Linked DNA regions of Zea mays: all the other regions are linked to region 1. The links are chromatin contacts, called in public Hi-C maps. All regions are on one chromosome and are shown on one strand. Each heading gives the region's core, a stretch centred on a gene start, on an enhancer-like site or on the middle of the called end of the contact. The rest is flanking DNA. Distances are from core to core; before and after follow the strand shown.

Region 1 (4,519 bases), core at 1,513-4,012:
TGGGCCCACATGTCGGGGCCCAGTGCCTTTGTGCATGCCCCCCTTCAGCTATAAAAGGGGAGGCATGCGACGTTACACACACACGTAACTTTAGATCACACCTTAGACTCGCATACTCATACAAGCTCAAGCAATACATCTCACAGTGGAGTAGGGTATTACGCTCAGGCGGCCCGAACCACTCTAAATCCTTTTGTGTTCTTGAGTTCCTCCCGTTCATTCCAACGATCAAGCAAAACGCCTAAGCCCCTCCTCATCTCAGGATTTAGGGCGGGTGCACTCCGCCACCTGGCCGAAGATTTACTCTCCGACCAACATTAAAGACACATGGCCGGTACTAGCATTTTAGGGCCATAAGTGAAAACTAATACAGAGCCATCTCCCATCTCTCTCTCTCTCTCTCTCTCTCTGTGTGTGTGTGTGTATAGTCTTAAATTATCATTCAGTATAAAAATTCTATTGAGCAAAATAAAATTCTTTAATAGTTATAAAATGACAAATGCAAATTGTAGCCACAACCACTTACTCCCAATTGATATCAAGAGTTTCTTCTCACATTTTACACTCCATATCACTTGGTATCAGGTAATATAAGAGTTTGGGACAAGAAAATCAGATTTTAAAAATCTATATATTAGAGCAGTAGTTTCAAGTTCTAGCTCTCCAACTTCTTCAAGAGAAATCTAATTCTTAGGATCAGGCCACCTACCCCGCACAACACCTTCGTGAACAACTCATCTCATGCCAAGTGAGTCACGAGCCATGTGTCAGAAAATCCATGATACTGAGGTGATGTGACATGTGACAGTGCAATGCAACTAGCTTAGATCATGAACCATGTGTTAGGAAATTGATGAATTAGTTCAGTCTCTTGGTGAATGCGCCAATGGCAGCGGACACCACACCGTGCAGTGGCGTGGAATTGGGGCAACATCCAACGAGAGCATGAGGGCATCAATTCGTTTCTTAGGTCCACATTGATTTATTTCTCAGTCTCGGATATATAGTATACAATATACTTGATGCATATTTGATACTTGGGCTGAGGCCCCATACCTTTAGGGGCCTAGGGTAGCTACCCCATGCCCCTCTATAGGGCTAGCCATGGTTGAAGAAATCGAACCGCTGTAGAACCTCTTCGAAGGCAGATATGATGTTGGGCTCCATGACTCTCTATTGGATCGTTGGAGTCCAATAGATTGACTATGCGATGGTGTGGGATGTAGGGTGGGTTTTCGGTAGCTTTTGGTACCGAGTTGTTAACCATCTACTCCTATGCAATCTAGGGAAGGAGATTGAGAACAGAGATAGGTTCCTTCATACTAGCAAGGTGAGAACCTGATGGGAGGTAGAAGAACTTGACTTCTCTTGGGTGCCTCCACCATCCACTATCCTCTTAGTCTGTATCCAGCAGCTCGCCTATTCCATCCCTTATCCTACTTTCTATTTCAAACTCCACTCTGCAAACAATGTCATCTACAGTGCAAATCATTGTTTTACACGACGATATGCACGATCTGCTAGATACAACCTTACACACGCACATAGGAGACACCGTCACACATAGGAGACACCCACTACAGTTTGCTTAGGCTGACTCCAACAGAGTACATATCAAGGCACCTAAAACCATTATATAAATATAAATGATACTATAACATTTTTAACAGGTAACCTATACTAGATACCATTTTAGATGCGATGTGGGAGAATACCTTTATATAGATGATCATCTTCTCAATTATATACTACCTCTGTTCTCGAATATTTGTCACCCGCTAGTTTATTTTTTAACTAAACCACGACAAAAAAAGATCGGAGAGAGTATTTGGGTACCTGGTTGGACACGATAATATTTAGGTATCTTCTTTTGGCTAACCGCGTAATCCAAATGTGTGTTTAGATTCCATTTTTGCACGTTCTCGTTGGAGTTAGCCTTAGACTATCTTCAACAGCTTACACATTCATGTCTCTATATTTAAATGCATTCTGTGAACTATATAATTTACAGTACAAAATAGTGGTTTAGATGATTAGAGCAACTCCAATAGTTCTCTAAACAACTCTCTAAATCTTAAATATAAAAAGTGAACAGAAAAATACTTCCCCAATGGTTTTCTAAATAGACTTGCTAAATTTACTAAGTTGCTATTCAACTCTATTTACTCTTCAAATTTAGCAACTCGATACGAACTCCCTAAATGCATTTGGCGTTAATTTCTTCACACTAGCGTGATTATTTTTTCCCTTTCCCACACACTGAGGTAGCCAGGTATAGCACACTCTTCTTCCACTTTCTAGCATAGTGAGGTAGCTAGGTCAAACGCGTGTGACACACGTTTCTCCTTCACCGTCGAACCCAACTTCCTCATAGGTTGCGCCACCGGACCACCACTCCTTCATAGTTAATGTCGACCGGCCTTTTCTCTTCTGTCCTCGACATCCTCTGCTCTCAACCTTATTGTCAGCCAGATCTCATGCGAGGCAGGGCTGCCAAAGCTAGATTCAAAATACTTCCTAAATATGAGCAACTATTGGAGACTAAGTTGTTTTTTTACTTTCAATAGCTATTTAGCAACTTACTAAACATGATTTTAACAAGCTCTTTTTTAGAGAACTATTGGAGTTGCTCTTATATAGTTAAACTGCTGGACACAGTTCCATGAAAGTTAACGAATCGACCTCTCGTGCTCTTCTTGGGCTTAGGCTTGGGCTTGCCCTACAGCAGCAACCGGAGATCGGTGGGATGCGGAAGCAGTAACACAAACAAACCCAAGCCCTAAGTTATCCAGCTTGAAGGACTAAAAAGCCCAATCGAGCCCAGCAGCAAGGCCTTCGTTCCCCTTCCGGTCTTCTTGTTCCTCGCTTCCGTCCACTCGCCATTTTCCTCGCACTCGCACACATCGACGTGGTCTCCGCGCCGCCGCACCCCCATCACAGCCAACCAGCACCTCCGATCCATCCTCCAAACCCTATTACCACCGCTCCCGCCGCCCCCGACTCGCGCTCGGATGGCAGGGCAACCCCGCGAGCGTGGTAGCCGCTCGTCCCGGAAGGGCCGGTCCGCCCGCGCGGGGCTTGCACAGGCGCCCCCGCCGGCCTCCGATCCCGATCTGACCGTCGGAGAGGATGCCGCGCCGTGGCTCCGCGCCACGGCGGACGAGCTTGAGGAGCGCCTGCTGAAGAGGCTGGATGAGGCGTACGCGGCGGCCCTGGCCCGCCTCGCCGACCTCGGCCACGGCGAGGAGGCATCCCTCGAGGCCGTTCTCCACTCGGGCCACTGTTACGGCAAGCTCAACGATCCCGTTTCCAACATCGTGGCCAACGCCCGCGCCTACCTCTCCGATCCTGGCCACGCCAGCGCGGCCGGCGGCTTCGCCGACCTCCGACGCCTCGAGGAATACTCCCTCGCGGGGCTTGTCTGCCTCCTCCAGAGCAGCCGCCCTACCCTCACCCGCGCCGAGGCCTTGTGGTGCCTTCTCTCCAGTGACCTCCGTATTGAAGAGGCGATCGCCATAAGCAGCTCTTTCAATGGTGAACCCTCATCTATTGCTGAGAGTGAGGAGCACCTCCCAGCCGTGGCAGAGACCGCACAGCGTGGATACATCCACTATCATAACACCACAGCCACAGCTGCTCAGGACCCCACTCTTTTTGACCCAGAAGCCTTCATGAGACTTGCGATATGCCAGGGTCCCGCTGCAGCCACCATCTCCTGCCTGAAGGCCGCCGGGTGGTCACGATCTAGTGGCGCCGCACCAGAAGGGCAGCCCAGGGAATCGTTTACCAAGAAGCTCTCCACTGAGGAACTCATCGAGTCTGTTGTTGCGGAGCTTGAGGCACTGGACATTGACAAGAAGGATCCACCAGATGCGAACCCTGACCCAAAGAACCAGATGGCGCGTGAACTCATTAAGCAGACAAGAGAGATGGAGACGCAGCTTAAGGAGCGAAAGGAATGGGCACAGGGAAAGGCGATACAGGCTGCTCGCAAGCTTGGTGCTGATCTTACTGAGCTGCGTGTGCTGCGGATGGAACATGATGAGAACCAGCGGCGTAAGAAGGAAAAACAGGTGATGGAGGATGACACAATGAAGCGCCTTGCTCATCTGGAGAATGAGCTGAAGAAAAAGAGTGGGCAGCTTGACAGGAGTAATGCAACAGTTCAGAGGCTGGAAATGGAGAATGCAGAGATACGTGCTGAGATGGAAGCTGCAAAACTGAGTGCATCAGAGACTGAAAAACAATGCCAGGGTCTCTTAAGGAAAGAGAAGAAGGATAGCAAAAGGCTTGAAGTCTGGGAGCGCCAGAAAGCGAAGCTGAAGGAGGACATTGCTGAATGCAAGACAAATATTACACAAGCTGAAAGGGAGCTTGCTGAGGTCAACAAGGCAATAAAAAATATGGAGGTTAGGAAGAACTCGCACATTCATCATTTCGATTCTTTTATACTATAATTCCATATGTTTCTGTTTTGTTATGTATTAGGTGGTAAGACTCTTATGTCAGAAGCTTTCTA
Region 2 (4,519 bases), core at 796-3,295, 450 kb after region 1:
GGGCCCAGGCACTATTAAATGGGTCGTGCCTCGGGCCGGCCCACCACACACGACCCATTTAGTCATCTATACATCGGCACGATAATGATGGTCCTCGCCTCAGTTGCCGCCACCTCGTTCGCCATCCTGCTTCTTTTCTCTCCCCTCATGCTTCCGCCTTCGCGCCACCCCATTCTCAGTAGAGAGCGTGGGAGCAAGCGTCTCCTCCCCGTATTCGTCCAACACCAGCCTCGACACCGACCCGCGCGGTGGCTATTGCACGTCCACGAGGACGTTTCACAGCATGCGCGCACCATCGTTTTCACCGTCGACGGACGTCCCGTTCGTCTTCCCGGCCTTCTCGTTGTTCTTCCTCCCCAACCTACTGCCCCCGCCCATGGTCGCAGCCGCAAGTCGACCGATGCTTGTAAACGAGGGTACGGGGTGAGTCGGTCTTGCTCCTGGCCTTTCTCTATGCGTGACGCCGAGGAGGACACAGTGACGTCTGTCATGCTTAGGTTATCTTGGCGATGAGGAGTCCAAGTCTAAGATATTGGACAACCAAGGCATGTAGCGTGACAACAGTCGACATATGCTACAAAGTTGATGGTGGTGGTGTGTCACCTCGGCTGGTACAGGGCTCGGAAGGCACTCGCATTCTCTCGCCCTTCTCGGTCTGACGCTTGGTGCGGGTACCTCTCGACTTGGAGCTGCTCCGCTTGGGCTTCTTTCTCCGCTTGTGTGCTCTCTCCCTATATGTATCTAGCGGTATACTATCTATGTCGCCTCCAAATGCCCAGGTCTTCGTCGTGTCCTTCTCCAGCAACGAATAGGTATGCCCGCCTCTTTCCTTCCCTTCCTGCTCTACGAAACCTTAGAAGTGGGAGAGGCGAGCGATGGGGGTCCTTGATTTGCTGTCTATGATACCCGTTCGATGGCTCAACATCGCCTGTCTACATGGCCTTTCCCTTATAACTGTATCGACTCGGTATGCTTCTAGCACTTCTATGTACCTATCACCTATCCTTGTGTCATTGCAAAAATTATTGTGTTGTTCCTCTGTTGTTTTAGGTGTTAGTTTTTTGTTGTGTTAAGGACTGAACATAATTTAGGTGTATTAATACTTTATTTATTGTCTGCACATGGTTTATGTTCTTCTGATGATGGCTCATGAATCCTGTAAAATATGTGTTAGGATTTGGAGCTCAATGCGGGCACTACCACATGGTGCTCGTCCCTTGTGTTCTTGGCTCTTGTATGCATTAGGTTTATAAGTTTGAGTTCATGTGACTTATTTTAGAAACTTGAGCTCATAAACTTTCTCTTATTTAGTCTTTGTACGGTGGAATTATGTCATTCTATAATTTCTGTTCGTTTAGTCAGTCATTGTGAACTCTCTTTAAATCGCTCCCTTCATTGACCGTGTTGTAACAAGACATATTGGATGAAGTAAATAACAACATCAGTTAGTCAAATTAAAAAAAATATTATGCGGAGAGTGGAGACAATAATAAAAAATCTTAAGATCTTTTTGGTGGATAATTTACGTGAGTATTGTTGTGAGCCGTCGCAATGCACGATCAACCGACTAGTAGTATTTAAATTTGTCCTGTGCTGCGTCGTTGTATATGACTTTTAACTGCTTTTCAGTCCGAAAACTAAACGTATGTACTGCAGAAATACCCTCAGCGCGAGGGCGCGCGCATACGTAGCATCGTACAAATAGTTTTCTCGTCGTTCACCCAAAAAAAAACAATCGCGCGACACCGTCCTCTGCATCCAACTCCTGTATAGGCTCTGCCTGTGTTACTGACAAGTCGGGACCCATGGGGTTTCAGTTAACCAACCAATGGGAAGCTCCCCAACTACCTCGCCTAGCTCGCTCGTCGCTAGTCGCTTTTGCCTGCTTGCCCAACTTGCCAGCGTACCTGACTCCATCACTGACATAACATCCCACATGTAAGATGGCCCACGTGTCATATGCTACACGGCTATACTCGAACCAAAGACGAGCGGTAAATATAAAAATTCTCCCGAGGAGAGAAGACCCAGATCGCCCGCCGGTGGCTTGGCTACTTGCTTGCTTGCTGAGTTGCTGACTAATGGCGGCCATTCCGAGCGGAGCGATAGCCCAAGCCGGAGCTGAGCGTCCGGCGGCCTGAACAGGAGAGGCGAGAGAGAGAGGGTGCAGGTACCAGAAGAATGGGTCCGCCGCCGGAGAAGCGGCGGACGCTGGTGCTGGTGAACCTGGCGTCCATCATGGAGCGCGCCGACGAGGCGCTGCTGCCGGCGGTGTACCGGGAGGTGGGCGCCGCGCTGCACGCCACGCCCACGGGGCTCGGCGCCCTCACGCTGTACCGCTCCATCGTGCAGGCCGCCTGCTACCCGGTGGCGGCCTACGCCGCGTCGCGCCACAACCGCGCCCACGTCATCGCGCTGGGGGCCTTCCTCTGGGCCGCCGCCACCTTCCTCGTCGCCGTCTCCGACACCTTCCTCCAGGTCAGCCGCCCGACCGCCACTGGATATGCCTTTGCTAATTGTTCCGTTTGTTGCAAGAATACATAGCGAGTGCTTGCTGTGTGCTGCTGCGGTTAGAAAGTTCAGATTGTTTCAGCTGTCTGTCTTTCGGTTTGACTCCAAGTAGTGTGTCCCATGTCCAACATTTTCCTGCTGTTGGTTCATCATCCTCAACCAAGTAGGTGGGGTTACTCCGTAATTTTCCAGCAAAGTACAGCGGTTAAATTTTGCTGAAGGGTGCGGGATTTTTTTTCTCAAGAAATCATATCGGTATCGAGCTTGTGAAAAGTATGCTTGAGGCCGTGAATCATGGGAGGAGAATGACAAAAGGCCGTTTTGGCCAATCTTTCGTTTTCGAAGTGGAATTTTTATACCTGACACTTGACTAAGGAACAACCTAGAAGCAATCCCTTATTATCATCTCTTGAATTCTTTCACTCGACGTATAATGACAGGACAAAGAAGAGTATTTCCTCCTCACAACGATGGTGGTGTCTGACACCGATATGCCGTTGACTTTCAGTATCTTTTGGATTAAGGCAAGATCTACCTTTTCGGTCTATATATACTGCCCACCACATTAGTCATCGATCATATTACCATCAGTGTTATCAATCGTTGTCTGCTCGTATTTATCATAGCACTCTAGTGTATATATACCATCAACGGTAACATTAACCTTTCTTTTACATACTCTCATTTAATACCAAACACGACGTTTTGCTTGAAAAAAATTAATCAAGCACATAATTTAATAAATCATAATTCGAACAAATAAATAAAATGCAAAAAATAAAATAAAACTACATAGTTTTTTTAAAAAATAAAAGTACTTCTCATTGTCATCCTCATCGTACTATTCCTCATTTATATTTAATTGTTTGACCATTTTTATGGCTAACCTTTAAGCTCTTTTCATGTCATCATCCAAGTTAGCGGTTGATTGATCCAACAACTTGGTGATATGGTTGTACAATTTTGATTGATTTATCTCCTCGTTGGCCTTGTAGAGTTTTTCACCATGCTCTTCTTGGTAGGGGACTCCTTGATAGCCCTTACCTTAGTGTAGTGCTCTTGTCCTATCATGGCTAGTATAGCGTGTCGATTCAACACTATCCAGCGTGTGGAGCTATAATCGCCATCCATATTGAGACAAGATCATTTGCTCGTATCGCTGGAGTCGTCATCACTAAGTCGTATGCATCTCTTGGGTAGATAACGGAGAGCGTGTCACATGTGCTCCACCTTGGCATCCATTTCACTGATCTTGTTGTGGAAGCTCTCTTTTGCCACTTTGAGTAGCATATTATCATCTATCCACTTGTCCAGACCGCGGACAATCAGTAGCAAATGATGTTGAAGAGGGTGGCTTTTGAATTGCTCGTAAACCATCAATTGTTGAGCTGCTTTATCCGTACGGTGTTAACGAGGTTCTGTGGTAGAGTTGTACATAACACTATTTGGCCCCAAAAAGGCCGATCATTTTTTGTTGTGCCCCCAGGGTCAACAGAGTGCAGTAGCAATGCATACAACCATATATTTATGAAATAAAAAAAAGTTCTCGGCTTAAATTAAGTGTGAAACTTATAAAGGTATATGTGTACTTACTAGTCTATCGTCTTCTATCGTAGTCTAGTCCCGTCGTTGTTGAAAATGTGAGCCACTGAAGTACATGGACCGATTGGAGGCTGTATCTCTGTGGCTGCTTAGTGGCACTACCGTGCTTGGGGGACAACGAAATGGAGCATGAGCACCATATGTAAAAAGACCACCATACAACGAAATGGAGCATGAGCACCATATGTAAAAAGACTACCATGATACGGAGGAAACGTAGGAGGAGCACCATAAGGCTATCTCCAACAGATTCTATATCTCACTCACTCCTTATTTTAAACTCCTGCAAATAGTTCAATATACAGTACTTTTCACGGCCGTTTACATGGCCTGCTGGGATGGCCTAAGGAGGAGCATATGGATGAGGAACACCATATGATCCATGAGGAGGAGGACCGGATATCCG
Region 3 (4,519 bases), core at 1,222-3,721, 300 kb after region 1:
GTTTCAAGTTTTTACAGGATCACCTATTCGCCCCCCCCTCTAGGTGCTTTCAGCAGCTGAATTACATCCTATCATCAAGCCTTGGCCTTTCAGAGGATGAGGATTAGACTTTATAGGAGAAATTCATCCTTCATCATCAAAGGGGCATCAGTTCGTGTTAATTGCCACTGACTACTTTACCAAATGAACCGAAGTCATTGCTCTAAAGAACATGACACATTGGGAGGTAATTGAGTTCATAACTGAACATATTATTCATAGATTCGACATTCCCTAGACCTTGACTACAGATCAAGGGGCTTCTTTTATGTCGAAGGAGGTACGTGAGTTTGCTGAATCATATAGAATTAAATTGCTCAATTCGTCTCCATATTATGCTCAGGCCAATGGACAGGACGAGTCTAGTAATAGAACATTGATTAACTTCATAAAAAAGAAAATATCTGATAATCCTAAGTATTGACATAAGATTTTGTCCGAAGCTTTGTGGGCTCACAGAATATCTAACCACCGTGCTACTAAAGTTTCTCCATTTGAGCTTGTCTATGGGCAGGAAGCAGTTTTACCCGTGGAGATAAGTTTAAATGCTATCAGGATCGCCAGGCAAAATGGCTTAACTATCAGTGATTATTATAATTTGATGATGGACAATATTGATGAGGTGACCGATGAAAGAGTGGCAGCCTTAGGAGAAATATAAAAGGACAAGATCATGGTAGCCAATGCCTACAACAGGAAAGTCAAAGCTAAATCATTTCAGGTAGGTGACCTGGTGTGGAAGACCATCTTGCCTCTAAGAAACAAAGACCAGAAGTTTGGGAAGTGGTCACGAAGCTCGGAGGGTCCATACAAAGTAACACAAGTAATATATGGTAACACCTATTTACTGTAAACATTGCAAGGCAAAGATTTGTCCAAGGCTTTAAATGCACGTTTTCTCAAGCAGTACCATCCTAGTATGTGACAATATGTTTAAGAAAACTGATGTGATCATATTGAGTTAGTTGCTTTTGGTTTGCTCAGCTCCACCAAAAAGCAGGGGGCATATGTTGAGCACCAAGTTGAGGCCGGACAGTCCGGACGGTCCGCGCCGCTGGTTCGGACGGTCCGCGCGCGCAGAACCGATTAGGGTTCCGAGTTTCTTGCTGTGTTTGTTGGCTAGATTCACGAAATTAGCTCGAGGAGTTTGTTTGTAACGGGTCCAGCCCCCCTCCTCTATAAATACAGAGGAATACGTCCGATTTGTAATCATCAATCGAATCAATAACCGGTTTATCTCGCATTTATTTCTTGTACATTTAGGAGTAGTTGTAGTCTAGTTCTAGCTTAGCCTTCTAATCCCTAAATTCTCCGCTTCTCTTCGACTCTACGTCGATTAGAGGAGTCTAGGTTGGCCTGCCGAACCTAGACAACACCTAGGATCTCTCATCCCCGACGGGACCCCTACCGGGAGCGAGATCCAGGCGCCGCCGGTGACTTTCACCGTCCCTGCGCACGCGCGGACCGTCCGGCCGTCAGACAGAAAACCCTAAACCCTACTCCAGGTTGCGGACTGTTCGCGCCTGTGAAGAGAGCACCGCCGCCTGTTCTCACGCAGTGATTGGCGCCCAAAAATGGCACCACCAACCGGTTTTAAGGATCTCTCACGAATTTTTGTATCAAATGTTTTGGTTTTGCAAGAACAAAGTATATATGGTCTCGGTATCTCAGGCGTTTGAAGACGAGACAACATTTTTTTTGCTCCACTGTCCTCTAAAGATTTGTCAATCTAGCTTAAACTTTAAATAAAAATCATACAAATAATTGGTGCTATATTTTTCGGAAAGTGCTATATTTTTTCTTCACACGTGCTTGCGTTTTACTTAGTATTATAATAAATCTTCGAGCTATACAAGTTATCATGACTGTATAAGAGCAACTTCAATAAGTCCCAAAACATAAAAATTAGGTTTTCTTTAAAATATTAAACCCCTAAAAAAGTTTATAGTCCAATAACTATCAATAATTTCCTTAAAATCGTTTTGAATGGGTCACTGCGGGTCTTCTACTGCCGCATGCAAGGCAATAGCAGCAGTCGGTCATGGAGCAGGCTAGCAACGCGGGCTAAACTAGATGGTGGGCCCCATGACGAGCGCTCCCAGCAGAGGCGCGAAGGCAACGTGGGAAAAGGAAATTCTGACGCTTCTGAGTTGCGGGCGTTGGCGAAAATATGCGCAGCGTAGAGCTCGGTTTACGAGTGCGGATTGGGAGCGGGTCTAGAGAGCTATTGAAGCTATGTTTTTCTTTTTTCTTCTGTAATATAGTTTATGAATCGAATATGCAGATTTGTTGGAGTTGCTCTAATATATTTATTCAGTTATATTGTAGAGACACATTTGCTAGTAGAAAAATAAAGTCACCACCAACCAAACACTCCAAAATAAACTGCTTGCCCACCTAGGCCCATCCACGCAGCCCAAACCAGTTTAGAGTTCGAACTCCGTTGGGTTCGTCTCGTTTTGGTCCCACGTTCTCGCAGCTGACGCCGCCCCGTTCGCCTCCGTCGCCGCCGCCATCGCCACCGCCGAACCATGGAGACCACGGAGCCGTCGCGTGGCACCAAGCGCCCTCTCACCGCCACTGCAGGCGATGACGACGATGCTGGCCTGTAAGGCGGCCCGACACCTCTCCCTTGCTTTCCCTCTCGTCAAGTTATCCTGGTTAGGGTTTTGGTCTCACGCCCTAGCAGGGCTCACGTTGATTTTGTGTCTGTCGCCGCGCTCGCAGGGAGCGCAAGCCGCGGTTCCCTAAGGGGAAGAAGGCCAAGTACCGCGACGTCGGTGCGGAGGGAGGCCCCTCTGGCAACGCTGTGGACCTCGACAGCATGCTGAATCCGGAGCTTGCGGCGGAGCGGCGGGCGCGGCAGCGCCACGTCCAGCTCAAGGAGGGAGACGACGCGAAGGGAGGTGCCGCTGAGGTGAAGGGCTTCGAAGTCCGCTACAACGTATGCGCTGCTTCTCTGCTTGCCTCTTTTCCCCTGTTTATTAACATTGACAGCAAATGAATGCTAGGTGAGCTGTGTTTTGGCTCTCAACAGGACAGTGTTAACTTTGTTGACGATGGTATACGGATAGAGCCGTTTAACTTGGAGCGAGAAAGGGAAGAAGGGTATTTCGATGAGAATGGGAACTTTGTGGAGTATGCAAGAGGCAATGAGATTAAGGTATGAAGGTTTTCCGTTTAGCATCGTTAACATTATAGTATAAGAAGTTATCATTGGTGACACAAGCAGGTTTGTCTTGTAGGATGCTTGGTTGGACAGTGTGGAAGTTGACCCAACATATGCTGCAAAGGTTCAGAACAAAGGCAAAGAGAAAGTAGACGAGTTTGAGGACCTCTCTTCCGATGACATTGGGAGGCTAAAAAGGCAGATAGCAAACTTGCTTGAGCCAGGAGAAACGGTGTGTTTTTGTTGCATCATTTGCAAATATTTATGCAGTCCATTTTTTGTCCTTTATTGTTCAACAATTTATAGCATTTAGTTCCTGTGTCTACTTTACTGACTTACTATTTTGGGCTTAGCTACTGAATTATACTTGGTTTCCTCAATGGATTCCCATATATCAAAATATCTAAACTTACAACACTAAATATTGTACAACGACTGCTAGATAATGCAAGCCTTGAAAAGGTTGAAGGGTACATCCACGGATAAACGTGGAAAGATGGCTGAGGGGACTAAACGTATATTTGATGAATTGACTGAAGCTGCCATGAAGCTAATGGAGAACGGCGATTATAGTATGCTTTTCTTTGTTTAAATTTTACTCCCTCCATCCCAAATTATAAGTCATTCCAACTTTCTTGGAGAGTAAAAGCATCTAAAGTTTGACCAAATTTATATGATAAAATAATAACGTATGGGACCAACTAAGCATCATTAGATTCTTCATTAATTATATTTTCATAGTATACCTATCTGATGTCATAAACCTTTATAATTCTCTGTATAGTTTTGGTCAACTTGGGATACTTTGTCTCTTCAAGTGTGTTGGAACGTCTTATAATTTGAAACGGAGGGAGTATTTCATATTTTTTTGTCCCTACATTTGTCATTTCAGTGTCAATGTGACTTATTCCCTGTTGTGCACGTTTTGATGTAGATGTTTACTCAGATGATCGTGAGACCTTTGAACGCGAGGCTGGTTAGTTGTTTTCTTTCTTCCTAGCATATGGAAATTCCATTTCATGACCACCTAATTTCGCTTTGATGGTACTGGTTTATCAGAGCGAACTGATTGCACACAAAAGGATCACCGTCTTTGATTTTTTTTATCATCGCTTGAGTAAAAAAATGCAAAATACATAGGTTTTGCATTATCAAGGTTATCTCTACCTTTCCCCCAATGGAAACAGTCATGCTGTTGCTTTTGTGAATGCATGAGGTGCAGTACTATCGCTTGATTGCATGTTTAATGTTGTCATGTATCCCTGAAGTTAGCACCACTATGGCACTATGCATAACTTGATCTATGTTTAT

What was found. Hi-C and Micro-C count contacts between places; a contact is called where the count stands out from the background.
Region 2: a contact with region 1 is called in a Hi-C map of leaf, with 8 times the contacts expected there. The contact joins the promoter of LOC100193741 here to the promoter of LOC100278886 in region 1. A contact is called at or near these places in 4 of 25 Hi-C or Micro-C datasets (ear, leaf and tassel).
Region 3: a contact with region 1 is called in a Hi-C map of leaf, with 3 times the contacts expected there. The contact joins the promoter of LOC100276763 here to the promoter of LOC100278886 in region 1. A contact is called at or near these places in 6 of 25 Hi-C or Micro-C datasets (bundle sheath, ear, endosperm and 2 more).

What each region holds. Positions count from the first base shown.
Region 1 is chr7:105,910,745-105,915,263 of Zm-B73-REFERENCE-NAM-5.0, reverse strand. LOC100278886 (MND1-interacting protein 1) reads left to right here and starts at 2,762. Exons shown (of 2, transcript NM_001152018.2): 1 at 2,762-4,409. The coding sequence starts at 3,012.
Region 2 is chr7:105,460,845-105,465,363 of Zm-B73-REFERENCE-NAM-5.0, reverse strand. It overlaps LOC100193741 (Major facilitator superfamily protein), which reads left to right and starts at 2,045. Exons shown (of 3, transcript NM_001138828.1): 1 at 2,045-2,478. The coding sequence starts at 2,182.
Region 3 is chr7:105,610,732-105,615,250 of Zm-B73-REFERENCE-NAM-5.0, reverse strand. It overlaps LOC100276763 (CD2-binding protein-related), which reads left to right and starts at 2,471. Exons shown (of 10, transcript NM_001150478.1): 1 at 2,471-2,647; 2 at 2,767-2,983; 3 at 3,077-3,202; 4 at 3,285-3,440; 5 at 3,651-3,780; 6 at 4,143-4,184. The coding sequence starts at 2,571.